4 separate regions of the Mus musculus genome follow, and regions 2, 3 and 4 are each linked to region 1. A link is a contact called in public HiCAR-type and promoter capture Hi-C data. All regions are on one chromosome and are shown on one strand. Each heading gives the region's core, a stretch centred on a gene start, on an enhancer-like site or on the middle of the called end of the contact. The rest is flanking DNA. Distances are from core to core; before and after follow the strand shown. Region 1 overlaps Itpr2 (inositol 1,4,5-triphosphate receptor 2). Region 2 holds the start of Tuba3b (tubulin, alpha 3B). Region 3 holds the start of Lmntd1 (lamin tail domain containing 1). Region 4 overlaps Gm38475 (a long non-coding RNA gene).

What was found. Promoter capture Hi-C pulls out the DNA fragments that hold promoters and counts their contacts. HiCAR-type assays count read pairs that join an accessible place to other places.
Region 2: a contact with region 1 is called in a promoter capture Hi-C map of hippocampal neurons, with 3 times the contacts expected there. The contact joins the promoter of Tuba3b here to the enhancer-like site in region 1. A contact is called at or near these places in 9 of 39 promoter capture datasets (the 3T3-L1 cell line, cranial neural crest, embryonic stem cells and 4 more), 1 of 115 datasets of contacts at active chromatin or transcription factors (large pre-B cells) and 3 of 9 other capture datasets (adipose tissue, embryonic stem cells and liver).
Region 3: a HiCAR-type map of fibro-adipogenic progenitors shows a contact between it and region 1, with 5 times the contacts expected there. The contact joins the promoter of Lmntd1 here to the enhancer-like site in region 1. A contact is called at or near these places in 16 of 484 Hi-C or Micro-C datasets (the AML12 cell line, B cells, the HL-1 cell line and 11 more), 4 of 115 datasets of contacts at active chromatin or transcription factors (embryonic forebrain, fibro-adipogenic progenitors, heart atrium and 1 more) and 1 of 9 other capture datasets (macrophages).
Region 4: a contact with region 1 is called in a promoter capture Hi-C map of hippocampal neurons, with 2.4 times the contacts expected there. The contact joins two enhancer-like sites. A contact is called at or near these places in 1 of 39 promoter capture datasets (hippocampal neurons) and 1 of 115 datasets of contacts at active chromatin or transcription factors (pancreatic cancer cells).

Annotation. Positions count from the first base shown.
Region 1 is chr6:146,269,071-146,274,532 of GRCm38.p6, forward strand. The region is part of intron 37 of Itpr2 (inositol 1,4,5-triphosphate receptor 2); the gene reads right to left. Among named protein-coding and RNA genes, the nearest start is that of Gm35596, 52 kb to the left of the region's middle. Within about 2 kb of position 2,256, at least 182 of the 459 cell types and tissues checked have an H3K27ac peak or open chromatin away from gene starts, as enhancers often do. A contact at or near this core is called in the AML12 cell line, B cells, adipose tissue and 10 more, where this site is marked.
Region 2 is chr6:145,614,047-145,619,206 of GRCm38.p6, forward strand. It overlaps Tuba3b (tubulin, alpha 3B), which reads left to right and starts at 1,917. Exons shown (of 5, transcript NM_009449.3): 1 at 1,917-2,043; 2 at 4,187-4,409; 3 at 4,686-4,834; 4 at 5,137-5,160. The coding sequence starts at 2,041. Gm38475 (a long non-coding RNA gene) reads right to left here and starts at 273. Exons shown (of 3, transcript XR_378153.2): 1 at 1-273.
Region 3 is chr6:145,431,442-145,436,526 of GRCm38.p6, forward strand. It overlaps Lmntd1 (lamin tail domain containing 1), which reads right to left and starts at 3,484. Exons shown (of 10, transcript NM_028742.2): 1 at 3,464-3,484; 2 at 2,433-2,560; 3 at 2,245-2,354. The coding sequence starts at 2,324.
Region 4 is chr6:145,588,530-145,593,377 of GRCm38.p6, forward strand. The region is part of intron 1 of Gm38475 (a long non-coding RNA gene); the gene reads right to left. Among named protein-coding and RNA genes, the nearest start is that of Gm38475, 23 kb to the right of the region's middle. Within about 2 kb of position 2,557, at least 31 of the 459 cell types and tissues checked have an H3K27ac peak or open chromatin away from gene starts, as enhancers often do. A contact at or near this core is called in hippocampal neurons, where this site is marked.

The sequences.
Region 1 (5,462 bases), core at 1,006-3,505:
GCTGGGAACTAAACCACAGTCCTCTGCAAAAACAAGTACTCTTAACCAGTGACCCATCTCTCCAATCCCTATTCTACATTCTTTATGGAATAAAAAATAATAAAAAAAAGTACTATTTGGTTCAATTTTTCTTTTAAATGTTTTCACTCTGTAGAACCCACAGGAGGGCCAAACATATCCATCCACATCAGAAGCACAGCATAAATAGAGGTGTGGAGATGCTGTCCCTGAAGGTGAGAATATTAGACAGGAAGTAGACATGAGTCTCACATCACAGCCACCTAGGGAGCATCGCTGGGGCTGGGGAGTTGTCTAGGCAGCTAGTGTGTGCTCTATGCAAGTGTAAGGGCTGGAGTTTGGATTCCTAGACTCTTTCGGGAAGACAAGTGTGGCAGGTGAGCTGTAACTACAACCTCAGAAGGCAGAGGGGACCCCCAGGACAAGCTGAGAGACACTAGCCTTTTCGGGAGAGCTCCGGGTCTGGCTGAGAAACCTGTGTCTGGTATGAAAGAGCAGCTGGGATGATTCCTGATATCAACCTCCAGCCTCCGCATGCACCCATGCAAGCCTGAGTCCACCACACACATGCAAACATGCATATACACACATGTGCACCAGACACATGCACATGAATATTAGATAAATTAAATCAAAAGCAGACCTCCTGGGACCCGCATCCCAAGGATAATTAATCAGCATTGCCCTAAATTGCAGCCGTGGGTGTGAACCGCTCGCACACTGTTGGTGTGGACCACTTGCACAGACATGTGAAACACTCAATGGTCTGTTTGAAACCCATATCCCATCACCACTAGCAGCCTAACCCTGCCCTGCTACCCTTTGGTCCAGTGGAACGATCATGCCTCCTACAAACATGCATTCTGCTGACAGGAAAGTAAATCACACACGTGTGTCGAATGTCCCGCCTAAGTCAGATCATCTATGAAAGAGCTGATTGTTATAATCTCATTTTGAGTGTGTTAGAAAACAACACGCAGAATCCACATATGTACGATAAGGTTGGAATAAAAATGGGGATTTCAACAAACTCCCATCCGGAGGTTTTAACGAATAAGAGAAAAATAAAAAGACCTTTTGCAAGAGGGAAAAAAATGAACAACATTGGTTTTGTTACAGTTTAAGAGGAACCTACCCAAAATCACAGAACTGAACAGCTAATCCCTGTTGACACAGCAGAGTGGACTGAGTCTGGGCTTCAGGGCCTTTGATTTCTACTCACAGCCATTAGCATCGGTCTGACTGCTGAAATCCTGCAGGCAGGAAGCCAGAGGCGGTCAGGAGAGCTGAGCCCAAGTTGGCTGTATTCTGGGTTCTCTGTGAGGCCCCAGGGAAGATAAATGAACCCTCAGCCTCTCTCCCTACACCGACCGACCGCTGCCTTCCTGCAGACTCCAGATCTCCTTCTGAGAGATGCAATCTGAAGTCTCAGCCATATAATAAGGGTGAATTTCTGACTGGTCCCAATTCCACAACTCTCACAAAGAAAGTAAAATCTGCCCAAAGTTTCTAACTTCAGATAACCTTCTAGGTTATCTGAAGAGCCGGAAAGATGGCCCCACAAGGACAAAGGCCCCAAGGGTCTGGCACCCTCCACGGCCCATGTGGATACCTGCATATGCAGATGCACATACACAAACAAAGATAAAATAAAAATCTTTTAAAAAGAAAAGTCCACTTGAACTCATAATTTAATTTTTTCTCACTAATGTTCCTTAAAATTTGCAAATTTCCTTTTTCCTTCATAGACCACGCATTGGGGGAAAATACTGGTTGCTACCTACACAAATTCCCAAAAATAATGTCCAGTATGTTACTTTTGTAGTAGTAGTAGGAATAGTTGTTGTTGTTGTTGCATTAATTGCTGAATCATCATAAAAATATTTTTAAGTGATGTGGGACAAGTTTTTCTAGTGAGGAGGACTGAGTTGCTTCCCTCCACTTCATTATTTGTCCGTATTACATAATACTTAATTTTCTCTCTTCAGGAGCATAATGAGATACAGACAGACAGACAGCAAATGTCCTTGCTGGAATTAGTGTGCACACTCATCAGTTATGTGCAGCCGATCAACATCTGCTTTCTAGTACAGAGCGGCCAAAGCTTCTCTCACGCAGACTCACGGATCCTTCAGAGCAACTGAATTTCAGGCAATGGCATTGCACAGCACGTGACTTGTCTCCAGTGAAGCACAGCGCCAGACACTGCAGGAGTTACATAACCACAGGCTGCTGCTGGCAGAGCCGCCTCAGTGGCTCAGCCGTCCGTGTCTCCTCCAACCACACCCTGCAGCTCTGATATGCAGTGTACACATGTGTTGTCATGTGCCTGGGGACTTTCTTGGCAGTGAACACAAGACACGGTTTCCTGCCTACCAGTAGGGAGAGGTCTTTTTTAAAAGTGATCACACTGTATACAGATCATATCAGGACAGAAGTCACCACAAGCCACAGCAAAAGCAGGTGTCAAATGTACACTGTACAACTCTCCCCCTGCCCTTTCAAATAAACTTTTAGATTGTGGCTACATTGGGATAATTTATTTAAGATGTTATAGTAAGTATAACCAATTGTCAATCATAAGTGTTTCTCCAAATGTGAGCCCCAAGGAACAACTAACTCCAGACACACATGGTTTGTTCCCAGCGCTTGGACAGAACACGCACTATCATGAGATATCATGAGTATATCTAGTTTCCTGGTGATGCTACTCTGTTAACGCTGAGCTCACATGAGTGTGGTGAATGTGACTGAGCATCTACGCACCCCCAGGCCTTCTCTTATGCTAATGCTGGGCCCTAGTGAAAAAGCACTGAATGCCAAATGGACACCTATCCTTTTCTGTATTCGAATTCTCATTCTAAAAAAAAAGTCTATCTACATACAAAGATCCTGAACCCAGGTATAAAGCAATCAATGTGTGCCTGCTATTTTCAAAAACAAGAGCTTGGCAGGCAACCTGCGATGGTATGAACTTGACACATGAAGAGAAAGCAGAGACTACCCACAAACACACAGAAGAAGTGACAAACATGTGTTTTTCAGGATTCCAAGATGCACCTATGTCTTTATTAAATACCAAAGTAATACCGAAGGAAGCGATTTAATATTACAGTAGCTAAAATTAAACAGGGGAAGAGTTGTTTAAAATAACACCAATGACTAGAATTCTGAATAAAACCTGAACTAGATTTAGGTAGAAACAGTTTTGATCTCACCTGGCTTGAATATTTAAAATTATATAGTGAGAATTCAAAGTATCAATGAGAAGAAATGAAAACATTTATATAATTTAAAGGTTTGTACTCAGCTACTCCAAGAGACATCATTTATGGAACAGTGACGCCTACTGGTAACTTGTGATATTGCATCTCAATTGTAGCCCTGCTCTATGGTCTGCCCACTGACATCTAAGGAGGCAGGGAGGCCATATACACAGGTGTTGAAGTTGGAGCAACCAAAATATGTTATAGACACTCAGAAGTATGTCACAAATAATGCTATTAGTTTGTGCAAATAATTTATGCTTAAAAAATGAATCCAGGCCTGACAAGATAGGCAAGTAAGCCTGGTTCAAACCTAAGCTTAATCCAGCCTCACTCACAAAGTTGTCCTCCTCCACAGCACCCACTATAGTAAGTGATTTTCAAAAGATTTCAATGTAAATATTGCTACCAGGAGGTGAGCCATGAAGACAGGGACCAGCAAGAGAGCAGCATCCTCAAGTCCCTATGGCCTGCCCATCACCAAAGCTTTCCAAAGCCCAGGTCTCCACGCCCTCTCTTCTATACCTTCTGTCTGATACATTTTAGTTTGGGTTTTATGACAGACATACAAAGTTATCCTTGATCAGATATATCTCAAATACATCTCAGAAGTTCCGGTCTGGACAGCTACAGTCCTCTTCCACGGACCTCACTGTCTTGGGTATTGCTCACCAACGTCATCACATCAGGTACACCTCAAAGAGTGAGCCAGCTCTCATCAAAACCCCCAAGCCAGTAAGTTCAGGGATGAATTCCACTCTCACAGCCTTGACTATCATACCTTGGGAAGATAGTTTGAACTCTCCAAATCTATACTCCAGGATGACAGAAACAAGCCTCCATACCTCACAAACAGGAAACTCAACACACGGCAAACTGTATCCTGAGCATGGTGTGTGCATACGTTTGCCTGTGCTCCATCCTAGGCAGTGATCCCCATCTTCTAGGATATTTCTCTTTCCGTGACCCTAAGGCCTATAAGACTTACTTCTTAAAATTAGCTCTTCTCATGGGCCTGGAAAAACGGCTCAGTGGTTAACAGCACTGGCTACTCTTGCTCAGGAGCCTGGGTTCAACTCTCAGCTCCCACGGGGTGGCTGGGTACCCTCTGTAACTCCAGTTCCCAGGATGCCATGCCCTCTTTAGGACTCTACAGGTACTGCATACACATGGTACATATACACGCATACAAGCAAGACACCTCTATACATAAAGCAATAAGAATTAAGTCTTCAAAGTGTCATTTCTCTCTCCATTCCTGAGCCATTCATGGGACACAATTTATACCTAGTTAGACCAGTATAACCCTGCCAGACCCAGAACCCAGCTTCTGAGTCCATCGCTGTCAACATTCCTGCTGGGATTCATCATCCATGAATCAGGAGTCTTGGCTCCCATTGCAGTACCAAACAGTCTCCAGCTCCTTGCTCTCCGCCTCATGCAGACTGCTCTGTCCTCTTTCTCATCATAGAATCTACATTCTTCATTGGCTTAGGTGAGTCCAGGACACTTTGTATACATTGCAGTCAAAGAAACGCACGGGGTTCTTAGTCTCATAAAAGTCACTGTCATTGAGGAAACACATAACTACAAGAACAGAAGTGATCCAGAAGGGACATCCTCTGAAACTCGCTAAGACAGACAGTAAGTGAGGAGCTGTGTCTGATAGGCTCACCCTGAGAGGCACTGGATGTGACTCTAAAGAAGCAACCAGGCACACGGACTACAATAGGAACAGCATTCCAGGCAAAAGGAACAGACAATGTAAAAAGCACCAATGAAGAAAGAGAGAGGACATGTGACCACGGGACAGTCACACAGGAGAGAGAGGCTGGGATGCTCGACGGAATGCTGGGCCCTATGGAATCTGGTAAGAAATGTGAATTCCTCTTGACCAGTAACAGAAAACCCTTGTGGGGCACTAAAAGGCACATGACATGAGTTAAGACATGCTGTACAACCTTTACAGAAAGAGCAGACTGACATTCACAAACGTGGGGACAGAGGAATTGGGAGGTCATGTGCCTTGCCTCCTCTCAGTTGCTGACATGAAACTCCACCCGCCAAAAGCCACTTACAGAAGAAATGGTTTATTTCAGCTTCCAGACCACTATCCATCATAGAGGGAAGTCAGAGCAGAAACTCAAGGAGAAGTTTGAGTCACAATCCATCGGGAGA
Region 2 (5,160 bases), core at 667-3,166, 660 kb before region 1:
CAGCTCCATGAGGGGGGCTCATTCCGGGCTTCACACACAGCTGCGTGCTGCTTTCAGAGCAGGGTAGGAAAAGCACAGCCGCTGGCCTTCACACAACCCCCAACACCTGCATTTGCTCCCGATTCTCAAAGCTAGCGTTCCACCTCAGCTTCCCCGTCGAGGACCTTCCTCCTTGCTCTGCAGCCATTCATCTCCCTTTACTCATTTGTCCACCAAACACCGCTGTCAGCTTATGCTGACCTGAGCCGTGGTATCATGGCCAAGAGCAACTAACCAGAGGAAACGATTTGTTTGGTTTATATTTCCGGGTCAGTCAATTCCTGGGGGATGTCAGGGAGGAACCCAAGCAAGAACTTGAAGAAGCAGAGATCATAAAAGGAATGTTCCTCATTGGGCTTGCTCACGCTCTGCACAGCTAAATTTCCATAGACAGCCCAGCACCACCTGTCCAGAGATCAGTGCCACCCACAGCGGGTGCGGCCTTCTACATCAGTCACTAACCAAGACAATCCCCCACATGCTTGCTCACAGGCCTATCTGATTGATCTGGGACAAACTGACAGTTAACAGATAACCAAGACATGTGGGAACAGGGGTGCCTATGACCAGGAACATGGTTAAGATGGTAAAGTACTCACCTGCCATCCAAGATACATGGGGTTTGATTCCCAATACCGTATATACAGAGCTTAGTTACATAGGTTCATATCACCCGCACTTTGGAGGTAGAGGCTAGAGAATCAAAGTCTTAGGCTGTTCTGGACGGCACAAGTTCAAGGCAGGTTGGGATAGATCTGACTCAAGAAATAAATAATTTCTTTTTAATCTGAAGCTATGGCTTCTCCATCAGGCCAGACTGTACCCCCCAAGCTGTGCGCTAAAACAAACACTCTCTTCCATAAAAAAGAAAAAAATCAACAAGGTATGGTGGTACATCTCTGCAGTCCCAGCTACTCAGGAGGCCAGAGGAGTGACCACAATTTGAGCCTAGAAGTTCCCAACTTAATGGAATCACACACACTAAAAGAATAATTGTATTACCAGTAAGAAAACTAAATCTCAGCAAGGTGGTTTTAAAAATCTTGTTTGATCCTAGTTACATAAAAAAATCATAAATGTATACACACAGGGATGAAGGACAGCCAGTATTTCTCTCTAGCTTGTAAAATTTCCATTTTACTATTTGAAAGTTCAAATCCATTCTTGGTTACAGGGAGAGTCAAGTCCAGGGTGGGATACAGAAGTTTATGCCAATAAAATAAAATAAAATAAAATAAAATAAAATAAAATAAAATGGCACAACATGCTATATAGCCTTCAATTCAATTATGTGCATTTGGATATCCTGAGGAAGGAAGGTATGTCCACTGATCCCCACCAGGCACAGTGCATACCTATAGTCCCAGCACTGATGCAAGCTAAGACAAGAGTTCACCTTACATCATCCCGAGCCAGCCAGAGCTACATACCCCAACCCAGATGACTGTTCAGGAAGACTCTCAAACGGATGCTGGCTTCCCAGGATGTACATAACTGGTGCCCAGAAACTCGTGTCTTTGGAAGAAGGGCCATCTGCCTTTCTCTTAGGTCTGGCCAGAGATCTTCTCTGCACCAGGTAATACGAGGCGAGGTGAGACATGGCAGGATGGTGGGGGGAGTGCACAGCCGCAAAGCCCTCCCCAGGTCACGCATGCGCAGACCAGGGAAGCTTGAGCACCCCACTTGTCCTGCGCAAAGCCGGATGTCAGGGATGCGCAGACCTCCAGTCTCCCGATCCTAAGTTCTCTCCCCTCCAGCCACTCCAGAGCCTTCCCGCCAAATTTACATCCAATCAGAAAGTACCACCGCTTCAAATTGAGCCACATCCAATCGCAAAAAGGACGTGGCGCCTAAGCCTGCCCCCGAGACGCTCTGGACTAATGAGCATCCAGGGAGAAAGCGTTAAGTACCCGGAGCATCCAGCCTGGACCGTTGGGCGCACGAGCGGCGGTTGAGGAGCAGCTCTGAGGATCGGCTGAGGTGCTCTGCTAGGAGTTCAGCATGGTGAGAACAGCCCGAACCGGGGTGGGACCCACGGGAGGGAGAACGCCATCTCCTCAGAGTCTGGGGTCCTGTGAGGGTGAGCAAGCGAAGCGGCTGGGAGCCCGCTTCTCCTCTCCCAGGTCCCCGGCAGGGGGTGGGGTGGGATGGGGGTGTTAGGTCTCAGAGCCTGGCATCTCCTCATGGCCCAAACTCTCTCAAGAGGGAGATGCACCTTGGGGTGCAGAACCTGCCTGGAGTCCCAGCCCAACAGCACCTGACAAAAGAGGCACAAGAGTTCCAGCCTTAGCCTCGTCCGATTCCAGTCTCGAGAGTGCCGAGATGGGTTTTTGGAAAGGGAACTTTTGTGTTTTCTGATGCCAGTGCCCTTGACTGAGAAAACAATCAATCGCCTGGGTTCCAGAAGATTCTAGAAGCTACCAAGCTTTCTGGCCTAATGCTCACCATAGGAAAGTGAAAGTGAAAGTGACCGAGCCCAGACAGCTTCAGTTTGGAAATTTAAGAGTCTCTCACGGCCTTTGCTGGTCCCTAGCTTACTGTGCAGGGGGAAATCCTCCAGACTCTGATAGTCCTGCCCTCTGCCTTCTCTGTCAGAATCACAGATGTTGGCCACCAAACTTCCCAAAGAAGTTTTTGTATTTTGTGCCTGCAGCTCCTTGTCATGTTAGGTGGTTTATAAGTGGAATCATTTGTGCCCTTTAGAAGGTATATGAGCTATGGTGTGGCATGCCACAGTCCCAAACACTATGCAGGCAGAGGTAGGGAACTTGGATGCCCAAGACTAATCTGAGGTAGTGAATTTGAGACCAGCACAGGCTACAAGACCTTAAGGGGGAAAACATAAAACTGAGAACCTTTCTTAAGTTTTTGGTTTGTTTTAAAATGTGTAGGTGTGTCTTTGGGAAGTGTGTGTTCATGACTGCCATTTCCCAGAGAAGCCAGAGAGGGCAGTGACTATCCAGAGGCTGCAGTCATGGGCAGTCCCTGAAAGAGGAGAACTTAACAAACAAACCATCTCTCCTGCCCTAGGCAGGGAACTTTTTAAAATATCTATATTCACTCAAAAGGAACACATGCTAACAAATACCAAATGAGATCTAGGTCTAAACAGCCGGAATGTGTTTGTTTTTTTTGACAGGGTCTCATGGTAAACTCAAACTTGTCTCCCTGCCTTAGCCTCATAATTGAGCTAGTTCCTGTCTTGTATCACCACACCTGGCTTGATCATTATTTTTTCATTAAGAAATGTATTGAGAAGGCACTTCAGCCCCCATCCTTTTGTTCTTATGGTGAAATCCTTGCCGTGCATGGAATTTGGCAACATATTCTAACTTGATTTCTGTTGCTGGGATAAAAACACCAGAGCGACTTTTAGGAGGAAGGGGTTTATTTGACTTCCAGGCTATGTAGTCTGCCAGTGGAAACCCATGCAGGAATGAAGGCAAATTATCTCTGTGAGTTCAAGTCAGCCAGGGAAACATAGTGAGACCTTATCTTAAAACAAAAAAGAGAAAGAAAAGTGGCAGGAAACTAGAACGCAAGATTTTCTAGATGGGCAGATAAAAAACACAGTGACTACCCAGGCTAGGGCTGGGTACCCTGGGACCTATTCTGTCTTTTTTATTAGAGTATATCTTATCCTTTAGACAGGCCACTATTAAAACCACATAGATTATTTTCCAGAGAATTACTGTGACTGTCCATGATGAGCTAATTGTCGACATTGTATGGTGTGCAAGTCTTAAACTTTAATATTTTGAAAAGTGGCAAACATTTATACTCTGGGGTGAACTCCTACTGAAGAGTATGGTTAGCCTCATGTGATGGCTTACATTTCTAATTCTAGAACTTGAGAGGCTGGGGCAAGAGGATTATCACTAGAGAGTTCAGAGCGGAACAAGCTGCTCTCTCTCTCGTGTGTGTGTATGTGTTGAGATATGGTTGGACTTGAATGTACTTACTCTTTCCTTCTGAGAACTGGAATTCCATAATCCTGCACAACCATACCTAGTGGAAGTCAGTTTTAACAGAGATAAAAGGAGTGCCTGAGCATTCTTGGAAATAAAGTTTGAAAATAGACACCAAGGTACTACTCAAAATTGTATAGGTGTGTCATGCAGTTTCATGTTTCTGTTCTGGTTTCCAGCGTGAGTGTATCTCTATCCACGTGGGGCAGGCAGGTGTCCAGATTGGCAATGCCTGCTGGGAGCTGTACTGCCTTGAACATGGTATTCAGCCTGACGGTCAGATGCCAAGCGACAAAACCATTGGCGGCGGGGACGACTCATTCAACACATTCTTCAGTGAGACTGGAGCCGGCAAGCACGTGCCCAGGGCAGTGTTTGTGGACCTGGAGCCCACTGTGGTCGGTAGGTGCTTGGGGCCTGAGTGGAGGCTTTCCTGGGAAACTGGGGTGTCTCGGAAAAGCCCACCGAGACCTGTGCAGAGTAGACAGGATGTACATATACATAGTATGTAGAATTGTGACTTTGTTGGGTGAGAAAATTAAAGTTGTATGAGCTGTATGATATGTGTACTCTTAGTGATATATATTTCCTAGGAGAAACTGTTGACATTTGTGCTTAATGGAATTGAACAGTCCTTGCCTGAAATACTCACACTACGTATGGTCTTTCTCTCTCTAGATGAAGTACGCACCGGAACCTACCGGCAGCTTTTCCACCCAGAGCAGCTCATCACTGGGAAGGAAGATGCAGCCAACAATTATGCCAGAGGTCATTATACCATTGGCAAGGAGATTGTTGACCTGGTCCTGGACCGGATCCGAAAACTGGTAAGAGGGTTGTAGAAGAGGCTTCATATGATGGTTGTCCCGGTCAAGGGGGTCACAGGTAGTGGGGGAGTTATTTTGGCAAAAAGGTTAGAATCAAGAATCTATCATGAGTACCAAAATATTTTACTAGTCTCCACTGAGATGCATCTACAGGTCTTCATTGTATTCAAACCCAGTGCGGCGTCTGTATGGTAGACGATCTGAATTTGCATCAGTTTGTAGAAGTGGAAGTCCTGCATGTGGGGTGGAAGTCGGGATGTGGCTTTGTAGGCACTAGCTTATGTACTCTGGTTTTACCACAGGCCGATCTGTGCACGGGACTGCAG
Region 3 (5,085 bases), core at 2,234-4,733, 840 kb before region 1:
TTTCCAGAGGTGGCCAGGTAAGAGGGTTCTGTCCTACCGAATGGGGTCATCCACTGATGAATTCACAATCAGTGGTGCGAGCTGGGGACAAGTTGGAGGCAGGGGGTCATCACACAGAGCCCTGGACTTTCTATCTTGTTCTGGCTCTTCCCATCTCTGCCCTGCTTCTGCTCTCCTGGGCCACACCCCTCCTCCATGCTCTTTCAGCCTAAAGGTAATGGAGTCAACCATGGTTGACAACTCTGAAGCCGTGCTCCAAAACGAAGCTTCCTTCCTCTAGGAAGTCTCTGCAGGACCCACCCACGGGAAACGGTTCCGTTCACAAGGTTGTTAAAGACGGTATCTGGCTGGGGTTGTTCGGTGTGGTTTCTATGGGGAACTTCCTCTTCTGCCATCTTCACTAGGTCCTCGCTGGGAATCATCACGCCCATGCCTTCACTCTGCGCATTCCTTCCCCGGGAATGTTTATATCTGGAGCTCTCCTTAATCAACAGCAGATGCCACTAAATGAGCCTCTCAGAAAGCACAACCAGAGTTTTTAAAATGCGAAGAAACGGCACAGGCTTTCAGACTTGCGTTTTCCCCTGCTCGGTGCTCAGTGAGCTCGGTGATGCTCCAAGCACTCTCGTTTGTCTGAGGAGCCCCACACTCTGGAGTATGATCATGACAGAAGTGGGCAGGAGACTACAGGGTCTGACATGTGTCATCTCTGCGGCCGCAGACAGGCTCCCATGGGAGAGCTTCTCCCTGCTGCGGCCTGGACAAAGCCTGGGAGGTGATCGGCATTCCTCATATCTGGTTTCCACTGCACGCTCACTCTGGTCTTCTCCGTATGCTAATGTTGTAAGCACCCCCAAACTTTTCCTTTAGGAAAAAAAAAATCCCTTCCAAATACATGTAAGTCCAGTATAAAAGATTCCCACTAAGCCCTGTGTAGCTGGAACAGAGAAACTTGGCCCAGGGACTCAGGAAGCCTTAGTTCTGTTAAAAATAAATGTCTGAGCTGAGCAGTGGTGGCTTCACGCCTTTAATCCCAGCACTTGGGAGGCAGAGGCAGGTGGATTTCTGAGTTCGAGGCCAGCCTGGTCTACAGAGTGAGTTCCAGGACAGCCAGGACTATACAGAGAAACCCTGTCTCAGAAAAAAAAAAGAAGAGAAAAGAATAAAAATAAGTGTCTGATGGCTGCACACATCCTGGGAAGAGTGAAGGTTCCAGGACTTGGCTCTTAGGCTACAGCTGGGTGTATGGGCCCTGTGCTCACCCATCTGTGGGTGCTTTTAGAAGGGAATCTTCTTACTGCCTTGAGTCCTGGCATTTGCCCAGCTCCTTCTCTGTATTTTCCTTCCTCTATAGATAACAGATGCTAAGCCAGGAGCAATGGCAGGAGCTCAGGCCAGCATTTGAGAGGGCTGGGTCATGCGGCTTTGAAGATACTGACAGTCCCAGCTTCTCATGACAGACAGGTGCCGGGTGCTGAATGGTGAACACAGGGCTAAGTCTGAGGTGATGCACGGCTTCTGGTTACGTGCCCTTGAGAGCTGAATGCTTCTGTTAGCCAACCAAAGAAAGCCCACCCCAGTGCTTCAGCTGACAGATGGTTAACAGCTGTGGTGGAGCAGGGGCTATTATGCATGTTGCCCCCACCAACACTTCCCTGAGCAAATTCTAATGGTCTCGTGTTCACCTCGCAGTTTGCTATTGGTGGTGGTTCTGTGTAGCTTTTGATTTTTGAGATCATCTTGTGGTGCAGCCCAGGCTTCCTTCCTCAGCCTTCAGCGTGCGGGAAACATGGGTGTGAGCTGCCACACCTCCACACCTGCTCTAGACAAGCTCTTAAGCTGATGGCCTTGGTCCATTAAAGGGCAGCTGTGAAATCCCACCCAGGTTTTTATGGAAGAGTTCTGTCTAGGGCAATTCTTTATGTTGCTTAGAGGAGGGGGGGGGTCTTATAAAACAGAGGTTGGGAAAATAGTTGATGCTGTGAGTCATTATATTTGGGAAACCTATGGAATTTGTAGTTCTAATGACTTCCCAGATGGTTTTTATTGTACTTACTATTGGGGAGGGAGCTCCTTCCATGACAGAGGTTTGGGACCACATCCCAGTCACAAGGCTTGCAGGCAAGCACTTTTACTTGCCAAGGCGCGAGACACCCACACCTAAGTCATTTTTAAACACTGAGGTATGTATTCCATCCCAAACTGTAAGCCAGACCCCGCTTGCCCCAGTTGGTGTGTTCTTACATCTCTCCATCCTGTACTTTACTGTCTTGCTTATTGATGCTGGTGACACTGGCTAGAGGCTCCGATGCTTCCTTCATCATGGCTGGCAGAGGAGGTGCCTCTTCTCTTCCCTAGGTAAAGAGATCATGGCCTCAGGCAGTGACCACAGCAGAGGCTCAAGGGGGACTTTCTTTTTAAGATGATCTTACCTGCTAATCCAACTGTCTTCAGTTTATCAAATTTTATGATTCCTTTGCTACACTGGTACTAGAAAGACCATTCTCACGAGAAATGTCAGAGTCGACGTATTCAATGCCTCTCTCTATGGGCGAAGAATCTGAGACAAACCACAGAGAGACCATGGCGAGCAGCTCAGCCTTTATGACAACCAACGACCTCGCATCTGGCCACCACTGCCTCTAGAGAACAGGCTCATGTCACCATGGTTACAGAGCTTCCAGCTCTGAACGCTGACTGCTGTAGTGAAGTCTGTAGACCATCAACACTGAGTGCCATACCTCCCTCAGAGGCTGACATGTTCAGTGGTCCATTGTGGGTTTCTGAGGACCTAGGGCAGTACATAAATGTTGGAACCTATCACAACTCATGTTTTCACAACTCTTCTCTCTTCTTTGCTTTCCCCCTCCCTCTAGCAAAGACTATACAGAAAACAACTGGGGCAGGAATGGAAACCATGTAACTTTAAGGCACAAGGCAGTTTGTTAGTGAGGATAACCAAAGCCAATTAATAACTGGAATCCTTCCAGTTATACCAAGATCACAAGTTAGGAAAACTCTCCCTAACTTCATTTCTTCTCTGTGTAGAAGCCCACACTTAATGTTCTATGATAGAAAATGGTGGTGGGAGAGTACAGTCACCAGATATGAAGTTATAGGCATCTATGCATTTGTTACATACATTATGGATGATGAAAGGAATGAATGAACTCATTTAGAAATTATCAGAGAGCATCTACTATGTAACCAACGGTAGCTAGGTGCTACAAATGAGCAATTCTTCCCATGGAAGACAACACACTTTCCGATTTAAATTATAATTGTTAATAAGTTGAAAAAGGACAAGAAGTTGGAAGGCAGTAAACATTTGGCTACACTTTCTCAACCTTGAAGATGAAGCCTGTGCCCTTTGAACACAATAGGCCTACTGGGTAACAATCTCCTTGGGAGACTTATGGGAAGGGCTGAGAATGGATTGATCATTTCCTGATTTCCCCCTTACCCCACCTCCTCCAGTCTGTGTGGGTTCTCAGCTGTTACATGCTCTCATGAGGTCATTATGACCTCATTTGTCTTATCGGAGATTCTATTCATGGTTTCATAGTTCCGAGGAAACTTTTATCAACTGAGAAAAGCTTCTGAAAGCTTTGAATGTGTGACTGCGCCAGCCTTCCCCCTGCAGCAGACTACGTGTGGATGCTTGAGGGACCATTCCCTGTGCAGTGGACTTTACGTGTGGCCACTTCAGTGACCACTTCCTGGGCAGTGGGCTCTGTGTGACTGCTTCAGCATCCACTCCGTCAGTGGACTTTCCTTGCTCCCTTGCCTAAGCTACTGTACTTTTATAACAAAACCAATTTTCCTTCTTTGCTGCCATGGAGACAATGCCAGTGATTTTGAAGCAAGGACAAAATAGAGCACAAGGAGAATTTTGCATGAGAACACAGGGTCAGGAGCCAAGATTTGGGTGTGTATGGGGAGGAGCCAAGATTTGGGTGTGTGTAGGGCTGGCTTTTACTGGACAGGAACCAGAAGTATTAGACTCACTAGGACCTGACATACTCTTTCTTGGCACAAAGCTTTCCCACACAGCACCTGACATGCCAGATAGTCACAGTTGTGGAAAATAAATGACAACTTGAGTCTGAAATCTAGCTTCACAATACATATGAATTCAAAGCTAGCTTTACATTTGTATAATGCAGACCTAAGCTCCCCAGGAAGTAAGCATTGGTTACTGAGAGGGACCATATATGCCTGCTGGGATCTGTTGCTCACCATTTTGAAAAAGGGGATCCACCAGGCTGTAGACAGTTCTCATCACCATTGTTATTCCCTCTAGCTCAGGAAGGACATGGCCAAACAATAGCTGGGAAAACGACGCCCAGCCACTTCTCCAGGCAAATATCTGAGCCTGGGTCCTGTCACCATAAGTAAGATTTGGGTGTGTACAGGGGAGTAGCTACGGTGGGAGAGAGATGGGAGCATGCCTTCTGATAATGCAGAAGCTAACTGACGTGACCTTTGGCCAAAGGCATTGCACCAGGGCTTGGGGCAGGAGTTACGCCCTTTGCTTTGCTTTGAAGGACTTGTTCCCACGCTCATTCCCCAGTTGACTCCTGCCCAGTGTATTCCTGGATCCGAAAGTCTATCCATTTCTAAACAGGATCAACCCTGCTTTTCTTCACCTCTGCTCTAAGATCACCCGTTCTCCCGCTTCTCGGTTATCTCTGACCTTAGCCCCTATGGGAGAAAAAATTCCAGAAGTTTGTATGGGGAATTAAGCCCTTTTAAGAGTAGATAGGGAATAGAAAACACGGAACTGAGTTTTGCTTGTGATACTAGACTTTGGGAGGTAGAAGCAGGAGGGTCACCATGAGTTCAAGGCCAGTTTGGTTTGTACGGAGGGTACTAGGCCAGGCCTACAAAAGAAGACCCTGACTTAAAAACAAAGAAGATGTTTCATATCTTGTGTTTTTTGTCCTAGTGAAGCAAGAATTAAATGTGGGGAAATTCCACTTCTTCTATTTAAAATATTAGGCAAATACTTACATATGCACAATTTTGAAATCATTGATGAGAACAAAGATCTGGGTTCATGTTAAAGTCTTCAGTTGCCACATG
Region 4 (4,848 bases), core at 1,307-3,806, 680 kb before region 1:
GTGCTGTTGGATGAGCAAGCACTGGGTCATGTGGCAGTCTTCACATGTGAGTCAGAATTAATCTGTGGATTTTAGCTGAAACATCTGATATTGATTTGAAAGATACGAATGTACTCACATCTGGGAAAAGAAGGGCATTTTAAAGGAGAGAGAGTTCAAATAACTTCCCCAGCTATAAGAAACTCAGGTAAAATTTACAGTTATAGTATTTCAAGTTAGGAAGTCTGGATGATGCCCACATGAAAACAGGAGGGCAGAGTTCCTGAACCAAGATACAAATTTGTTGTAACTTATTCCAGAAAGTTCTCAATTGGTTTTGCACTTTGGTTCTGAAAGACTGGGTCTCCATGTAGTTCAGACTGTGCTCAAACTCACTATGTAACGAAGGATGGCCTCAATGGTCCCTAAGACACTCACTGTCTCTATCTTCAATGTCATGAACTCTCCACAACTCCTTAATGGAGGTCCAATGTCATCTATGAATGAAATTCATTTACTCAAAGGTTGTATTTTAGTTACAGAAAATGGCAGTATTTATGACCAATTTATTTTCCTTTTTAAATTTATAAACATCAAGGAATTCCAGTTAGTGTAGAAAGTATTCCTTCCTCAGAGTAGTAGGATCAGAGCTGTGACGTCCCCAAGGTGGTGGGAGCCATCTCTGTTGACACTCAGACAAGCCGGCACCTCTATTCTCTGTTCCACAAGCTTATATCCCTCACTAAATATCTAGACTCGCCCCAAACTTTCCCTTTTCCTGGATATTACTATAAAGATCTTCCTCAAAAAATATTTTTTCTATATTTTTCCATCTATAAATCACCAAACTTCATTTAGTTATGAATTCTTTCATCCAAAAACTACTTGTTGGCACCTGTACAGAAGATTAAAGCTCATGGCAGGAGTTCTAAATGTTATACACATATAGAGTCATGAGCGTATAGACAGGGCCCGCAAGGTGGCTCAGCGGGTACAGGCCACCAAGCTTGATGTGTTGTCATCCCCAGAACCCACTGGCAGGAGAGAGCTGACTCCAATACTTGATTTTCTGACCTCCATACATGCGCCATGGGCATGTGCACAAATAAATAGGGGTAATTGAACAATTAAAATCATCCCTTTAATGTAAAGGGATAAAAAATATTTAAAGTGCTTCACAAAATTTACAAGATAGCCTTTCTTCTACATTTCTGGTCATAACTGCTTTTCTATTAGATGGAATGCACATGGCAGCCCTGACCTCTGAACTCTGAGGGAGTGTGACGATCCAGCCTGTCACTCGAGAAAGCTCCTCTCCTCCCTGTGTTCATATGAAAGGCATGGCATTCAGAGCAAGCCATGAGTTCTTAGTGAAAATGAAATCTGCTTTGCATTAATTGTTTCACAATGTCCAGTAAAATGGTATGCATGGAGTTATATAATTATAACCATGTGATTATTTGTATTTAAACCCTAAAATTAACTCCATTACAATCTTTTCAATTTTATTTCCTCACAAAGTACAGATGACTATCATTAAATAACTTCATTCATGGCATGATTTCTTAGCTCTGAGGATAAATAAGGCTATGTGGCCAAGGCCACAAGAACTCAAGTTTGTCTGGGACCTTAATCACCATGCTTTCCCAAAGAAGAGGGCCTGGGAAGGGAGAGGGGCCATGCTGTCCATGAGAGTGATCCACCACCAACAGAATGCAGTTCTCCATCTCTGCTTCAATCACTGACCACAGGAAGCTCCTCAGTAAATTACAGCCATTTGGAGTCATTTTTCTGATCACATTACCACAAGAGGATTTTTTTTTCTTTTAGCTCATCATTTCAGAAACACTCCTTAGAAATGGCAGCACTGATAAAAGCATGGTGCTAGGTCTTAGCAGTGAGGATTTCGCTCTGTAAGTGCAAAGTCAAAACTGTGGACAGAGTCAGGCGTTGCCGTCCACATACATACATTCTGCACCAGTTAGTTGTTGTCAACTTGACACAAACCTAAATATATCTAGGAAGAAGGAATCTCAACTGAGGAACTGTCTCCATCAGACTGTCCTGTGAGCATGTCTATGGGACATTTTCTTGATTAATGGTTGATGTGGGTGGTCCCATCCCATGGCAAATGGTCCTGGGTTGTATAAGGAAGGAGGTTGAGCAAGCCACCGGGAACGAACCAGTAGGCAGCACTGTCCCGTGACGGTTCCTGAGTCTGCTCCTGCTTGCGCTCCTGCCTGACCTCCCTCAGTGATAGACTGTGGTCAGGACCTGGAAGTCAAGTAAACCCTTTCCTCCCCCAGGCTGCTTTGGCTGCGGTGTTTATCCCAGCAACAGAAGCAAACGAAGGCACCTGCAATCCCAGTGCTTGGAAGGTAGAAGCAGGACGGTCAGGAGTTCAAAGCCAGCCTCAGCTACGTAGCAAATTGGAGGCCTACCTGGGCAGAAAGAGACTCTGTCTCAAACAAACAAACCAATGAAGAGGAAGGTGGCAGCCTAAATTGTGAGGCTGAGCTGGGAACCAGCTCCTTGGCAGGCAGGCAGGAAGACCCATCTGTGTTTCAGAAAAACAAGCATTTTATATGCAAAATGCAAGCAATAAATCACATAGACTGAGGGAAGGACACCATTTGGCACACACTCCATCCCAGACCTAACACGGAGTCTCCATAACTCAGTTCTAATACAACACCCTGCGAGGACCCCTGTAAGAGCCACCTCTGAGATAGGCACAGCAAGGAGGAGGAAGAGCCCTGGAGACCTTCCATCCTGAGAGAAAACCAGACTGACAGGAGGAAGGAGAGAGCTACCTTTTGTTGTTTAAGGTTCCAGGGAAATGACTGATTACAAGACATCTCAGTCTGTTGGACTAGGGTGGACACTGGGTCCGCTTTGAAGCACAACTGGCCCCATCCTGAGAGCTCTTTCACCTCTGCAGGCTGTTGGTCAGGGTCACGGTGTAGGTTAGGGGATGTTTTGTTTTTCTAGATGAGGAATGAAGCTGTAGTGCCCACCTCCCCAGAAAATTAGGAAAAACATAAATGAAAAAGCCAACGGAATATGGAAACGTCCCAGCATGCCTTTCTCTGAAGTTAATCTTCTAGCTTTACAGACCAAATCAATTCTACCCCTGTTGATCTGGGAGACTGCTCCAGTAGATCAAAGGACCTAATCCCCTTTTTTCCCTAGGAAAACACATTGTTTCAATCTGTTCTTCTCTCTGGCTTTGGTTGTAAGACTTCCCCTAACTGGCAACAGTAGTTGTATTTGTGTGAGTGACCCAACCAGATTACATGTTTGCTTTGTGGGTTTCAACATGATATGCAGATAATGACTGCTGTGCACTAACCCTTAAAATGGTCTATTTCTTAGAAGAGGTTGGCTAAAATTCATAAAACATATACCTAACATCATGTAATTTCTCAGGCATTTAACCCTACAGTTATGTATGAAGAATTGTTTTGCCAGGAAAAAGTTAGCCTTACATTCTCTAAATGACCCTCATGCCTTTGCGGTAGTGTCCCCTAGATTAGTGTTTCCTGGAAAGAAAAGAGATGGGTCGATCTCTTCAGGAATGCTTTCCTCCCAGTCATTAGGATTGATAGAATTGAAAGATGGAATTCGGTAGGGAACTGTGTGGCAGAGTTCCCTATCTCTGGGAGAGGCTCACTAAGCCCAAACTGTGGGCGCGGTCTGCCCTCTGTCCCTCATGCACTGCCAGCCAGCTGGGGCCACTCCAGGAGTGAGTGGTCTGTCAGCCCCAGGTTTGCTGAGAAAGCTCAGGACTGAGGTATGGGCCCCCAGGGAGGAGCATCACTGGACTCTACAAGGCGTAACTTCTTACTTCCCATTTTACGGCTGTATTTGCTGCTGGCAAGCTGATTAGAAAACCCTCCTCCACAAGCAGTCCTTACCAACACTGCAGGCCACTGGTCTCCTGGAATTGTCCTAGCTAGACTCTCTCTAGACAGACACTCTATCTAGAATCTCTCTAATGGCTTCTTAACAATTCTAGGACCTGGTCTTAGCAGTCCTCGCTGTAACACACACTGCTCTGCAAGTGCCAAAGGCCTGTGCGCTCCCTAAGGAGACTACGTCTGCCGGTGTCTGTGATCCCAGGTTTTATTTCCACTGTCAGTCAGCCCACATTTACTGAACTGTAGGCTCCCGCCTGCTGAGGGCCAGCCCCTTCCCCTCCCGTACGCTTTTCAAAAATGACTCCGCAGATCTGTTTGTAAAAGAGTTTCTAAACTAGCAGACACATGATGCTCCTCACAGCAAGACCTGCATTAAAGGCAGTGGGCTGAGTCTTTCCCTAGATGCTTTCTGTTGCAGTGACAAACACCATATCCAAAAGCAAGATGGGGAAGAAATTTCAGCTCACAAATTACAGCCCATTATGGAGGGAAGCCAAGGCAGGAGCTTGGAGCAGAAGCCATGGATAAACACTTCTTATTGACTTGCTCCATCTGGCTCCTGCTCAGCCTACTTTCTTTTTTTTTTTTTTTTTTTTTTTTTTTTTTTTTTTTTTTTTTTTACAGAAAATCATTATTTAATGATAGGATAGCTGTGGTTGCACAAATGTATAATCTCAGAGTTTAAATAAAAATAAAGCAGGAAAACCAGGAATTCATGGTTAACCTTGGCTAGAGGAAAGGAGAAACTGTCTCAAAACATAACAAGAATAGCAACAAACAAAAACAATAGCAAACAAAACACACTTCACATAAAATAGATCATTGAACTTTTAGAGTTGGTCATTTAGTAGCAGTGGACCTATTTTTTTTCCAAAGAAGACATTCTTGCCCACTTGTCAATGAGACCTTTTGAATATATTCTTTCTTTATGTTTCCTTATCAGTTCCTT